3 separate regions of the Mus musculus genome follow, and all the other regions are linked to region 1. The links are chromatin contacts, called in public HiChIP or PLAC-seq maps. All regions are on one chromosome and are shown on one strand. The core of a region is the stretch at or near the end of the contact, and the rest is flanking DNA. Distances in the headings are between cores, read along the strand shown. Region 1 holds the start of D830031N03Rik (RIKEN cDNA D830031N03 gene). Region 2 overlaps Macf1 (microtubule-actin crosslinking factor 1). Region 3 overlaps Macf1 (microtubule-actin crosslinking factor 1).

Region 1 (4,093 bases), core at 633-3,132:
GAGATTGCTATGCCATGTGGTTGCTTGAATTTCTGCTCACATTCCTTTGGGATCAGGAAAAGTCACCCTTTTAGGGAACACCTTATTCTTTGAATAGCAGTGAGAAAACTGATGGTTTGAAATCTGCCCTTGGATCTTGGTGTGCCAGTTTAAGGAGAGATTCAGCACAAATTTCCTTCCTCCCACATCCCAGCTCCTCAGATTCTTAATGTTGATCATATCCCCTGAAATTTGCTCTCCATCAAGTATTCTTGATTCTTTTCACTCTGGGTTCGTAGAAAAATGTTCTAGTGTCTTGCACTATTGCACCAGGAAGCCACAGGATTCTGGATAGCTTTCTGAAGTTTTAACTTTAAAGACTAGGGTATCTAGAATAAGATGATACAATGTTTAAGTATTCTCTCCTGTTTACAGATGGAAAGTCTTTGTATTTGAGTGGGTAGAATTGATCAGCTTCTTTAGGAGTGAGAAATGAAGTATAAAACATTTTGCCAAGCAAAGTTGTCTTTTACTTGACTAATCTGATCATGGGCTTCAGCCTGTACCTCATTTTTGCCAAGGAGTTTCTGGCTCCTCAAGTAAGTTTAAGGCTTAGCTCCAAGCTTCACTGCCAAATCTCCACACACCAGTGACTCGTTTTATTTACTGTTTGTGTGAAGAGTAGAAATAACTTTCTCATAAGTTTTATCATCTATATTAACTACTTGGGCCAACAGGACTTTGTACATTTTAACTGACCTTTTTCATCCTCATGAAATCCGAGGGACCATCATAAAGGGAGTCAAGTATTACACCTCAAAGAGATGCAAGCTACCTCTGGCAGGCAGTCTTCTGGGTTGCTTTGTACTTTTCTTAACAATTACAGGGTCTCTAGATAGCTTTCCTAAAATCCAGAACGTAGTTTGCAGGATTGTGTAACACATTTCTCTAATATTTTCATTCTTGAGACTTGAAATATGAACTCATGCTTTTCATCTAGCCCTTCAGAGGCTCAGATTTCCTTGGACGTGCACAGCGGTTATAGCCAATCCAGGTGTTGGTCATGGGCTGTTCCTGCTAGAGTCTCCACTGCCCTGCAACCCGCACCCCATTTTCCGGTCATTAAGACCGCTGAAGTCTGAGCAGAGAAATCCAGGTGGCGAAATGGGCCAAGATCTGACATACTTGAGAAGGGAAACTGTGCCTAGAGTTTATCCAATAACTTGGTTCCTGAGTCTAACTTAATTCCTTGGCATGCCAAGAAAAGACTGTGTTTAAGGCTAGCCTGTTCTTTGGTCAGCGCCAGAGGTGACATTGGAAAAATACAGGGATAGTCGTTGGCGGCAAAGCTGGAGCCTAGGATAGTGCAGACCGCCCACCCCAGCCCGTACGTCTCTACCGGCAGATGGGGCCCCCGAGTGGCCCTAGCCACTACCGGCTGGTAGTGGGGGCGGCGGGGGCGCCCCTTCTGGGTTCGCCCTTGGGCTGGGCTCCCATCCCGCCGGTTGGAAAGAAGCGGGGGCGGAGGGGCCGGGCCAGCGTTGTGAGGGCGGGGCTTTCCTTTGTCAGGGGATTTGCCCGGCATGACCAGGACTGCCCCTCTCCTCTCACCCTCGCAGGCGGGGACACTATTACTCCCGTGGGTGAGGAGGGAGTGAGCTAGAGGGGGTGCGGGATGAGCTGGAGTCCCTCGCCCCAACCCCGGGAAGCCCCTCCCTCGCCGCCTTGGCCTCCAATCCTTGCCTCCGCCCCCTCCCCTCCCGGCGGGGCTCCCTATAGGCCCCGCCCCCGTCCTCCTCCCTAGCAGTCGGCGCCGCGCGCTCCCGGGCTTCCAAGGGGGCTGCCCGGGCGGGGCAGCGGCTGTGGCGGGGCTAGAAGGGGGAGGAGATCCGCCCGCCACCCGAGCACTTCCAGCCAGCGGCGTGTGAGCGGGCCGCGCGGCGTGAGAGAGGCGGGCTCGCCCCCCTCGTGCGGCCGGAGCGGAGCCTTTTGTTCCCGGCCAGAAGTTTGCATGCCGGGACCGTGACAGCTGCGGGCGGGGAGGACGGCTGCAGGGCCGGCGGCGTGGTGGAGAAAAGAGGCGACTGCTTGTCATGCAGCCCACGACGCGGCGGCTGGGGGCCGGGGACCTGCAGTGGCCGGGGAGGCGGCGCCCACAGGACACGGGACTTACTGCTGCCGGAGGGACAAACTAACTTCCTGAGCGCTAGACCCAAGGCCGGCCCGCCGGGAGCCACCTGCAAGGTTGCGGTGAGGCGACCCTGGCCCTCCGGGGCGCGAGGCATGGCGCGGGTTTGCGGGCGGTGCTAAGTGAGTCCAGACTGCCTCTTGGCCGCTGCCGCAGCCTGCCCGCCTTCTGAAAGGCCCAGCGTGGGCCTCCACTCGCCTTGTTTTGCGGCCACGATACAGTGTTGGCTTGGAAGCCACAACAATGCCATGATGTTTTGGAGACAGGAAGCCCCAAGCTGGCCCCGAATGAAGGACTTCCTGTGTTTAAAGTTGCAGGAATATCCGCTGACCAGCCCTGTTCAAATGCAAACACCCAACTAGAGAGGACGAATGGCTAATTCAGACCAGCTGGACTCTTTAGGGCTGAACACAGGATAAAATGAAAGGAATTCTTAGGAGCTTGGACCATACTTGAAGGCTAGAGAGGGTGTGCCATTGTTATAAAGGACATAGTTGGTATACATTTTCTGCTTCCAACTCAGCTTTGGTGCGAATCGAGTGAAACTAGATATTGAATAAGACTTGTCAATATCAAACGATTTTTTTGCTGACTGAATTTGAAAGGGCTTTAGAAAAGTAAAACCAGAAGCCATACAAGTATTTGTTTTATGTTTATTGATTAAATAATATCATTTGTCTTTCTGCAGTTATGAGGCTGCTAGCCTGTGAGGGAAAACCTGTTTGTCTTATTAGAGTTTCTCCCAAAATGGTTTCAAATTGGGAACTTCCAGATCTTTCTGAAAGGCAGATGCAATTGGTGGTTTGGAGTATAAACATGTAAGAGGACTTACAATTCATGTAGAATGTATTTTGAGAGAACCCGTGGCGGGGAAAAAAAACTTTTGAAAGATTGATGGTTCATCTTTATTGAAAAAGTATGGGTAAGCCACTTAGCAGGCCAGACTGTTTAAGGCGGAACCCTACCTGCCTGGGTAAAGGGGAAGATGAGGATGGCTATATAGAAGATTGCTATGTTCCACAGCGGTCTATATACGATACAATGAGGATAAATGAACAGATTGACCAGGGGTCAAAACTTAATCAGACGTCAAAAAGCACCATGGAGAAGATGGAAGGAAGTACCATATCCAGCAATGGTACATTAGGAGCATCATCTAATGTTTTTGAAGCTAGAGGACCAGAAGGCAAGAAGCTGGATGAGAGGATAATATTTGATGCATTAAAGCTAAGCAGTGATGTGCAGAAGTCAGCACCCGTGCCACCCAGACGTCGGCCAAATGCAGAACGCAAAGATAATGTTAACAGGAGATCGTGGAAGTCCTTCATGCCACCCAACTTCCCAGAATTTGCAGAAAGGATGGAGGCTTCTCTCAGTGAAGTATCAGAAGCTGGAGCTTCAAATCCTTCCTTGCAAGAGAAAAAAGAATCCAGTTCTGCATTGACAGAAAGTTCTGGTCACTTTGACCACAGGGAACCTCAGTCTGAGTCCGTTACTTTGGAACACATGTCCAAATCTGTAGATATTCCAGAAGTGCAAAATGTAAAAAATTTGAGAGACTGCCAGGACTTCAAATTCCAACAGCACAGTGAGAGCTCTCCCCATGAATTCCAGCCTCTGGGCTCAGAAGCTGCAGCAGCAAGTGGTAACACAGATGAAATGCAGGAGCACAGATTCTCAAGTGCAACCTGGCCCAGGGCCATGAAAAGTTCCTCCAAGGGAGGCTTCAGTGAGAAGCAGTATCCCCTTGGGGACACTGCCTGTGCAGTGGAACTACCACCTCTCTCTCCTTGCTTGAGTGAAGAGCTGTTGGATCCAGAATTGCATATGCTTATAACACCTAGCCTGAGAGAAAAAACAGAGTCTGAGTTAAAATTTGAGGAGGATGAGCGATGGATCATGATGGAGGCAGAGGAGGAGTGGGAG
Region 2 (4,093 bases), core at 1,041-3,540, 210 kb before region 1:
TGCCTGTCCTGGAACTCACTCCGTAGACCAGGCTGGCCTGGGACTCAGAGACCTACTCTCTGTCTCTTGAATGCTGGAATTAAAGGCATGTGCCACCACTTTCTGTTGAGACCCTCTTTCAAAAACAAGTAAAACAACAAAAATATGCCACATTTTTTCCAACCAAACACTTTCTTTTTCTTTTTTTTGGACAGAGTCTCTCTGTGTATCCCCAGCTGTCCTGGGACTCACTATTTAGACCAGGCTGGCCTCAAATTTGGGGATCTTTTTGCCTCTGCCTCCCCAGTGCTGCAATTAAAGATGTTTGCCTCCATTCCCAGCCATTTTATGATTCTTTTTTTTTTTTTTTTTTTTTTTTTTTTTTTTTTGGTTTTTTTGAGACAGGGTTTCTCTGTGCAGTCCTGGCTTGTCCTGGAACTCACTCTGTAGACCAGGCTGGCCTTGAACTCAGAAATCCACCTGCCTCTGCCTCCCAAGTGCTGGGATTAAAGGAGTGCACCACCATGCCCGGCTCCATTTTATGATCCTTATCATTTGCTATTATGTGCAGTTATTGTGTGCTATGCTGACCTACTTTTCAGTGCCCTTAAAGAGGCTATAATATGTTATTTGCATAGTACAATATCTCAGTAAACATTTGTGAGAAATGTGAATGTCAGACAGTGAATGCCTGTGCCTAGTGCAGTGTCTAACACACAGACATGCAGTACTTAGACTTCTGTGCCATTTATTCAGTTTCAATCATGACTTACCAAATGCTTTATATTTCCTTTGGTGCCTGTCATCTTGGCAAATTGTCTGTCACTGAACATCCTCAGTTCTGACTTTGATTGAACATCCTCAGTTCTGACTTTGATTTTTTTTTTTTTCATTATTAGTGATTATTGAACCTAGGGTCACACACTGCTGGGTAGGTACTCTGTCACTGAGCCATATTCCTATATCCTTACCCCCTTAAACTATTTATTTATTTATTTAAAGACAGAATCTCATCGTGTACCCCTGGCTGGCCTGGAACTTGCTATGTGGCCAAGGCAGGCCTTGACTTTGTAATCTTCCTGTGCCAGCCTCCTAAGTAGTGGTTGATTACAGTCCAGGCCACTAGGCAGCTGATGATAGTGTTGCTTTTAGTTTCCATTTTTAGCTCCATTTCATACTTGATGAAATAGAAGATCAGAAAGACATAGTGACATGCCCAAAGATACACAGCTGACTGGCAGCAGATCTACATACCATTTACATGGACTCTTAACCATTCTGCTGTGGTCAGTTGCTCAGGAGGCTTTTGCATTAACTTCTTCCTAGACTCTTCTTTGGTATTGGGTGTGGCTCAAATACAGACAAGCCAAAGCGGTGTAATGTGTGACTCCGCCCCTGTTGCTCTTCACCTTGAACCAGCATCAGAACTACCTGGAGGGCTTGTTAAAAAGATTGCTGGGTCCCACCCTGGTTCTGGCTCATTGTGCACCGAATCACGGGTGGGGCTTGAGAATTTGCGTCTGTTTTGAGTTTCCAGAGTTGCTGGTGCTGCTAATTGGGGACCACTGCTGTAGAGTACTGAGCTTAAGATGGGGACCACTGCTGTAGAGTACTGACCTTAAGATGAGGCAGCCAATGGTATAGAGGGTTGCTGAGGTTAGATGGGAGTCAGGCTGTCCAGGTTGGAGTCTCGGCCTTGCTACTTACTAACTGCACTTGGGCAAATACTTGAGTATTCATGTACTTTGGTGTTCATCTGTAGAATGTTTTGCTGATAGTATCTACATTGTAGGATTCTTAAGATCGAATGAAATAGTATGTGTAAAGTGCTTGAAGTATGGGACCTTTCTTTCCTACAACAGTGATGAGATATGTTCTTTGTTTTGTAAACTTTAGGGTCTAGTTCTTAGACTAATAAGGAGTAAAACTGTGAATCCAGGTGTCAGATGGTACAATTCTGACTGGTCAGGTGTGCAGTGGAGCACCAGGAAGGCAGTGAGACGAGGAGGAGGAGGAGGAGGAGAAGGGGTGAGTGGGGCTAGAGATGCTGGCATGCGGGAGCTGAGAAAGGTGGGGTTGTCAGTGGTTTGAGTTTTACTATCAGAGAAATTCCAAGAAAGCAAGGTGCCGGCACACAGTTTGTCAGAGAGATAACTTTCTCTTCCTCTCAGCAGATTTAGCTCTGGTATCTGGTTTTAAGGTGGCTGGCAGCGTTCGCTTCTTTTGGAGAACAATGGCTAAGGAAATGGTTTGCTGCTAGCTTCTGGGGCTGGCTCAGCAAGCGGCCTTTATCCTCCACAGCTGCTGCACATACTTTTGATTCTTGCTGAGAAAGGCAGTTGTTAGGTTTGGAAGTTTTCAGATTCCAGAGCCAGCTGGACAGCTGACCTTCTGGTAGCTGTTTCCCAGACTGCCATCTCTCTGTCGCCTCTTCTGGGTCCCCCTTTTTTGACTTTGGAAAGATGATCTATATTTAGTGAGTAAGACAGTTAGAAGGTTAGGGGAGACCATGGATGGGTATTTGAGCCTAGGACAAGATGTATCCTGTACCCAGACTTTAACCCTTTCATCCTCAAATGACCACTTAAAGTGCTTAGGAATGTACCTCTAGCTCATGGCAGTGTTTATTTTTGGATGCCCTGAATAAAATATTTGGGGGGAAGAAGTAGGAAGATGTTCATGTCACTCCATTTATGGCCAAGCAATGCTAGGTATTCTACAGAAGGAGCCATAGAAACAGGGATGGAAAGAACTCTGCATTGTGACTGTTCACCTTTCACTCAGAGATGATTAGGGATACCTTGTGAGGCACCAGAGCAGAGCAAGTATTTCTTAGACTCACATGAGCACCAGCTGCTTTTTCTGGGCATCATCTTCTCTCCCAGGCTGCTGAGTCACCACCTAGGAATGGCTCGGAATGGCAGTAGCCAGGTTGCCACCTGGAGCACCTGGAGAGTTCTTGGCATACTGCACTGTTGGTTTTGGTCTCCTAGACACAGATCGGGCCTCTTCAGCTCTTCGAATCATGGGCTGAGACTTAGCTCTCCTTCCAGCTTGTTCCAGGAGGCACTGACCTACTTTTCAGGGACAATTAAGTGTTTGTGAGCATTGGAAGGCGGTGGCCAAAGCGAAGGTTGAACTAGAGTTACATTAAACAAACATTGGGAGTTTCTTTTTCCATCACACACACCAGGGCCTGTCTCCATTCAAATGGAAAGGCAGGCTAGGCTGATGGGGGCCAGATTCCAGGTGCTTATCTAGATGGCCACCCAACTCTTGAATTCTTGTCTTGTCAGTACACTTTAATATTAGAAGTTTCCTTTTGAAATCACACACTCATTGTCTTTTTAGAACAAGGTTAAGAAGCTAGTGAATTGGCTATTAAGAGACAAAAGTACTTTTAGGTGACACCGTCTGGTTTATTTGTAGCATCAGTGAGATGATGCAAGCCTCTTCTCTCCGTACAGGACTAGAAGAATAAGCTAGCTAGGAACCTGGATCTTAGGGAATAAGTAAATCGTTTCTGTAGACTTGACTTTCCTTATAAGGCAAGAGATTAAGAACTAATAAATGAATAAGCAAGCTTTCAATAAATAAATTAGAAAACTCAACAAGAATTAGTATTAAAAAATTAGATTCAGGCCGGGCAGTGGTGGCGCACGCCTTTAATCCCAGTACTTGGGAGGCAGAAGCAAGTGGATTTCTGAGTTCGAGGCCAGCCTGGTCTACAGAGTGAGTGAGTTCCAGGACAGCCAAGACTAAAGACTACACAGAGAAACCCTGACTCGAAAAACCAAAAAAAGAAAAAAAAGAAAGGAAGAAAAAAAAATTAGATTCAACTATCAAAACCAATTTATTTTTGCTTGTGCTGGAGATGGAACCCAGGGCTTTACTCTTGCCCAGGCTAGGCAAACAATAAGGTATATATACACCCAGGCTTCGATTTACAGTTCACAGCGAAAGGAAGTAAGTTCAATTTCTTCCTGGGCTTACTTAGCTTGTTACCTGGCTCCAACTCCTGCGTCCCTGTTGAGTGTAACTGCTGTGCTTGTGTTGTTCTTACTGTTGTACCTTAGCAAGGGCTATAGATCCAAGGCTCTGAGGACAGTGACTC
Region 3 (4,093 bases), core at 424-2,923, 130 kb before region 1:
ATTCATTATCAGATCATGGAAGAGAAGGGTCAAATTGAAGTACATTGAGTGAAATGTTGGCTGCCTTGCCCTTGCCTAGTGCCCAGTGCCCTGGAAGGATTTTCTGACACTGAGTGAACTCATCTGGCCATCTTAGCTCTCCACCAATCACATTTTACTCCATAGTCATTCTTGAAATGTTTTTAGGATAGATGAGTCCCCATCTTCTTTTCCAGACTTTCTAGAATATTGCTCAGTGTTGTTTAGTATACAGTCAACCTGGCTTTAGTGTAGAAAGCACATATGGTGCAATTAAAAACACTGTTGATTCCATATGGATTTTACTTGGACTTGGAAATTCCTGAGTTTTATTATTGCTGCTTCTTCTTCTTCTTTTTTAAAATATGGTTTGGACATATTTTTTAAAATGATTTATTTATTTATTTTATGTATATGTACACCATTGCTTTCTTCAGACATACCAGAGGAGGGCATCAGACCCCATTGCAGATGGTTGTGAGCCACCATGTGGTTGCTGGGAATTGAACTCAGGACCTCTGGAAGAGTAGTCAGTGCTCTTAACCACTGAGCCATCTCTCCAGCCCTTATTATTGCTTCTTGATTCACATTTTTTAATTCATAGATTTATCTCGAACTAGACATCCTCTGGAGGATGATCAAATGATTCTAGATTAGGTAATGACTGTCTTGTCATATTTTCTTTACAGGTCCGCAAGCACATCAATGATCTCTATGAAGACCTTCGGGATGGACACAACCTGATCTCCCTGTTAGAGGTCCTCTCAGGCATCAAACTGGTGAGCTTCTTTCTTCTAACGAGAGTCCTGTAAGCAAGGCTTCCTGTAGCAGTAGTTTAGTGCTTGCTCCATTGGGCGGGAGAGAGAAGTAGATGAGTTATTGATAACACTTTGTTTCTCACTCAGGCATATAGTTTACAGGTGACATCATCTCAATTTATACATTATGTATTGTCATGTGAGGTCTCTGTACCCAAGTCCTAAGGATTTAACTTGAGACTTCACACCTGTTAGAAGGCATTGTGTAATTAAATTATGTCTCCAGCTTTAGGTCTCATGCCTTGATAAAATCAGAAATACTTTTATTTTGTACCTCCGGACACCTTCTTAGTCATTCCTCATCTCTCTCTAGATACTAATCTTTCAGAAACATTATATTCATGTTTAAAAGTTTTTGGGGGAATAAATTGCATTTTTCTTTGTATAGGTTTTTTTTCTAGTTTGTATAGACTTCCCTTTTCTCTATTATGTTTTTGTCTTTTTCTCCTAATTTTCTGTGTTTAGCTAAGCATTTGAAGTTTTTAAGAACCCAGGTGTTTGGAGTTTCTCCTACTTTCCTCCATGATTTGTTGAGTCCCACAAATGTGGAAAAATTCTGGCTTGGTCTGAGCGAGCCTGTCCTCATAAAGCAGTGTTTACACACAGTCTCCTTACATATGCTGGCCTGTCCCAGTGCTTGTGGGAAGCCCTTTCCTACAGAGAATCCTGGCTGAGACCCCTGACCCTTCAAAGAATACCTCTCACACTTGCTTTGTTTAAGGGATTAAAATAACATTCCTTTGGCCATTGTTTCAAATATCTAAGCACAATGGAAGCAAGTGTTCTTTGTGTGTGGTTCAGTGTCTTTCTTTCAGATGCTATAGGCAGTGCAGTTTTCATTGGAAACATCCATGCTTGAGTATTAGAAGCATGGGTGTGTGGGGGGGAGATCTGCAGAGGCACACAGTGCAAGCACTCTAAATCTTAGCCCACTCAATGCTTCTGGTGGATTCTTAGTCATTGTTTGTTGTGTTAAAGAATAGTTTCTTTGGCACACTAGATTTCATTGTTTATGTGATGTTCAACTCCTTCTAGGATTGGGGCTTAGCTTCCTGAGCCCTTTGTTTTGGGTTTACTTTAAAAACAAAAAACTCTTAGTAGTACAGTTATTCATATGTATTTTTTAGTGGTCAGAATTGTCACAAGTGCTGGGTGTGGTGGCGCACACCTTTGATCCCAGCACTTGGGAGGCAGAGGCAGGCAAATTTCTGAGTTCGAGGCCAGTCTGGTCTACAGTGAGTTCCAGGACAGCCAGGGCTACACAGAGAAACCCTGTCTCAAAAAAAACCAAACCAAACAAAACAAAAACAACAACAAACAGAATTGCCATAAGCCTTTGTTAGCATAGCTAGTATGTGTAATTCCTGTTTCTCGTCTGGCCTTCATTCATTTTATTATTTTTTTTAAGATTATTTTAAAGATTTATTTATATATTTTATGGAGTACTCTATGTGCATGTGTACCTGTGTGTCAGAAGAGGGCATCGGATCTTTACATATGGTTGTGAGCCATCATGTAGGTGCTGGGAATTGAACTCAGGACCTCTGGAAGAGCAGCCAGTGCTTTGAACCACTGACTGGCCTTCATTTATTGATCTAGTAAGATATCAGAATTCCAATCTTCTCTGCTGGACGTTATTCTTCAGCACTCATTCAGTGCATCTCCTACAGTTGATAGGTGTGTCAACAGTGGTTTTCACATTGGAAAGTCATTCTTTCTGATGATACTGTGTACCATGCAGGGTAAAGGTGTTCCCATTTAACTGTTCTTCTTAACCTTTGAAGACGTGGGTGTTTATGGAGATGCTCATATTATCTTTTCACCAGAAAGCATCTGATGTCTTTCAGAGTTGTTCTTGTCATAGTTCCAACCATAACAGAATTACAAATGTAGGATGGGTAGACATGAAGAATTGAAGATGTTCTCAAAAGAAGAAGTGTTCAGTGTCCTCTGCTCTGCTGTTGATCTGACTTTTTTTCTTTCTTTTGGAGGCGGGAGGTTTTTTCATTTTTAGATAAAAAACATTTATTCATTTCTCCTTTGTGTGTGTGTATGCGTGTATGTGTGCTTTCTTTTCTGTTCCTCTATTGTGTTTTTTTTGGTTGGTGGCCAAAGGAGCCAGCAGGGCTGAAGACCCTTCGTCTCGTGAGCATGCCCTCCTGGCGTCATGCAAACAGCGAGGATCAGGAAGAGGAAGATGATGATGATGTAGTAGGTCTTTTGGGGATGCTAGCATCCCAGCTGGCACTTCAGGGCCATCAGAGAGGCCAGACTTCTCAAGGTCTCCAAGTAACTTGGTCACCAGTTGGCTTCTCCTTCCACCAGGGAATATGGGTCCCAAAGAAAGTGGTTAAAATTAATTGTGCCTATTGCTACTGTTAGATGATCCTGAAGTGGCAATTATTTTGCTTATCTGAGAATGGTTGGCACAAAACCAATCATAGTACATGGGAGTATCAAGTCCTTGTGACCTGGAGACCTATGGCTTTCTGCTGGCCTTGTTGTATTGTCTGATTCTGACTGCTGAACTGTGGAAGGGTTAGCTGACAGCATGAAAATTAATTGCTCACGATTCCACAATATAGACTAACGGTATTTTCTCTCCACTTCTAGCCTCTGGTTTTTCACTAAGCACGTGTCAATTGTTTTCGAAATTGAGTGTTGTTTGCAAACTCACTGCATGAGATACTCTGGCCTTGGTCAGTAATCTCACTAGTTACTGTAAGGAACAGAGATTTAATTTGCATGTTCTTGGGCTATTAACTATTGGTGGAGGGTCCATTAAGAATAGAGATTAATGTTTTAAGAGGAGCCTTTTCTGCTTATAGGTTCTAAATTAGAACCCATAATCTTTCTCCAGAAATGGGACAATACCCACAACCTATGCCCTCTTATAGTCATCTCTTCATCTCCCTTCCCATTGTCTTACAATTGTATTTAGACTGCCATTCTCTAACCTGTATTCTCCATTGATCTGAAATAACTTAGAAAAGGTTCTTGCTGAAAAAAAGGTCCCTAAAGCTCACAGAAGAAGTTACCTTGTTATACAGAAAGGCCTTGGTATCTCTGCAAATTATCCCATTTGGAGAATGTTGTTTAGAAATGCTGGAGTGTACCCGAAGGGACACTCTTAGCCCTCTCCATATGTTGGGCTACTTTTTGGCTGTTATAAGATTTTCTTATTGCAGATCCCACCACAGAAGTACCTTATATTTGTTCAATCTTTAATTAGCAGTGCCAATTTAATATTTACAAAT

What was found. HiChIP or PLAC-seq counts read pairs in DNA pulled down with a chosen protein or histone mark.
Region 2: a contact with region 1 is called in an H3K27ac HiChIP or PLAC-seq map of extraembryonic endoderm stem cells. The contact joins the enhancer-like site here to the promoter of D830031N03Rik in region 1. A contact is called at or near these places in 5 of 484 Hi-C or Micro-C datasets (the Patski cell line, differentiating spermatogonia, embryonic fibroblasts and 2 more), 3 of 115 datasets of contacts at active chromatin or transcription factors (embryonic stem cells and extraembryonic endoderm stem cells) and 2 of 9 other capture datasets (adipose tissue and liver).
Region 3: an H3K27ac HiChIP or PLAC-seq map of extraembryonic endoderm stem cells shows a contact between it and region 1. The contact joins the enhancer-like site here to the promoter of D830031N03Rik in region 1. A contact is called at or near these places in 1 of 15 datasets of contacts at CTCF or cohesin (the NIH/3T3 cell line), 1 of 484 Hi-C or Micro-C datasets (the G1E-ER4 cell line), 3 of 115 datasets of contacts at active chromatin or transcription factors (embryonic stem cells, extraembryonic endoderm stem cells and trophoblast stem cells) and 3 of 9 other capture datasets (adipose tissue, liver and pancreatic islet).

The regions. Positions count from the first base shown.
Region 1 is chr4:123,409,700-123,413,792 of GRCm38.p6, reverse strand. D830031N03Rik (RIKEN cDNA D830031N03 gene) reads left to right here and starts at 1,882. Exons shown (of 1, transcript NM_001167918.1): 1 at 1,882-4,093. The coding sequence starts at 3,086. All of the region lies in intron 57 of Macf1 (microtubule-actin crosslinking factor 1), which reads left to right.
Region 2 is chr4:123,622,843-123,626,935 of GRCm38.p6, reverse strand. The region is part of intron 1 of Macf1 (microtubule-actin crosslinking factor 1); the gene reads left to right. Among named protein-coding and RNA genes, the nearest start is that of Mir6398, 8.5 kb to the right of the region's middle. Within about 2 kb of position 2,290, at least 96 of the 459 cell types and tissues checked have an H3K27ac peak or open chromatin away from gene starts, as enhancers often do. A contact at or near this core is called in adipose tissue, embryonic stem cells, extraembryonic endoderm stem cells and 1 more, where this site is marked.
Region 3 is chr4:123,541,446-123,545,538 of GRCm38.p6, reverse strand. It overlaps Macf1 (microtubule-actin crosslinking factor 1), which reads left to right. Exons shown (of 98, transcript NM_001199136.1): 3 at 708-797. Among named protein-coding and RNA genes, the nearest start is that of Gm31156, 8.6 kb to the left of the region's middle. Within about 2 kb of position 1,673, at least 20 of the 459 cell types and tissues checked have an H3K27ac peak or open chromatin away from gene starts, as enhancers often do. A contact at or near this core is called in embryonic stem cells and extraembryonic endoderm stem cells, where this site is marked.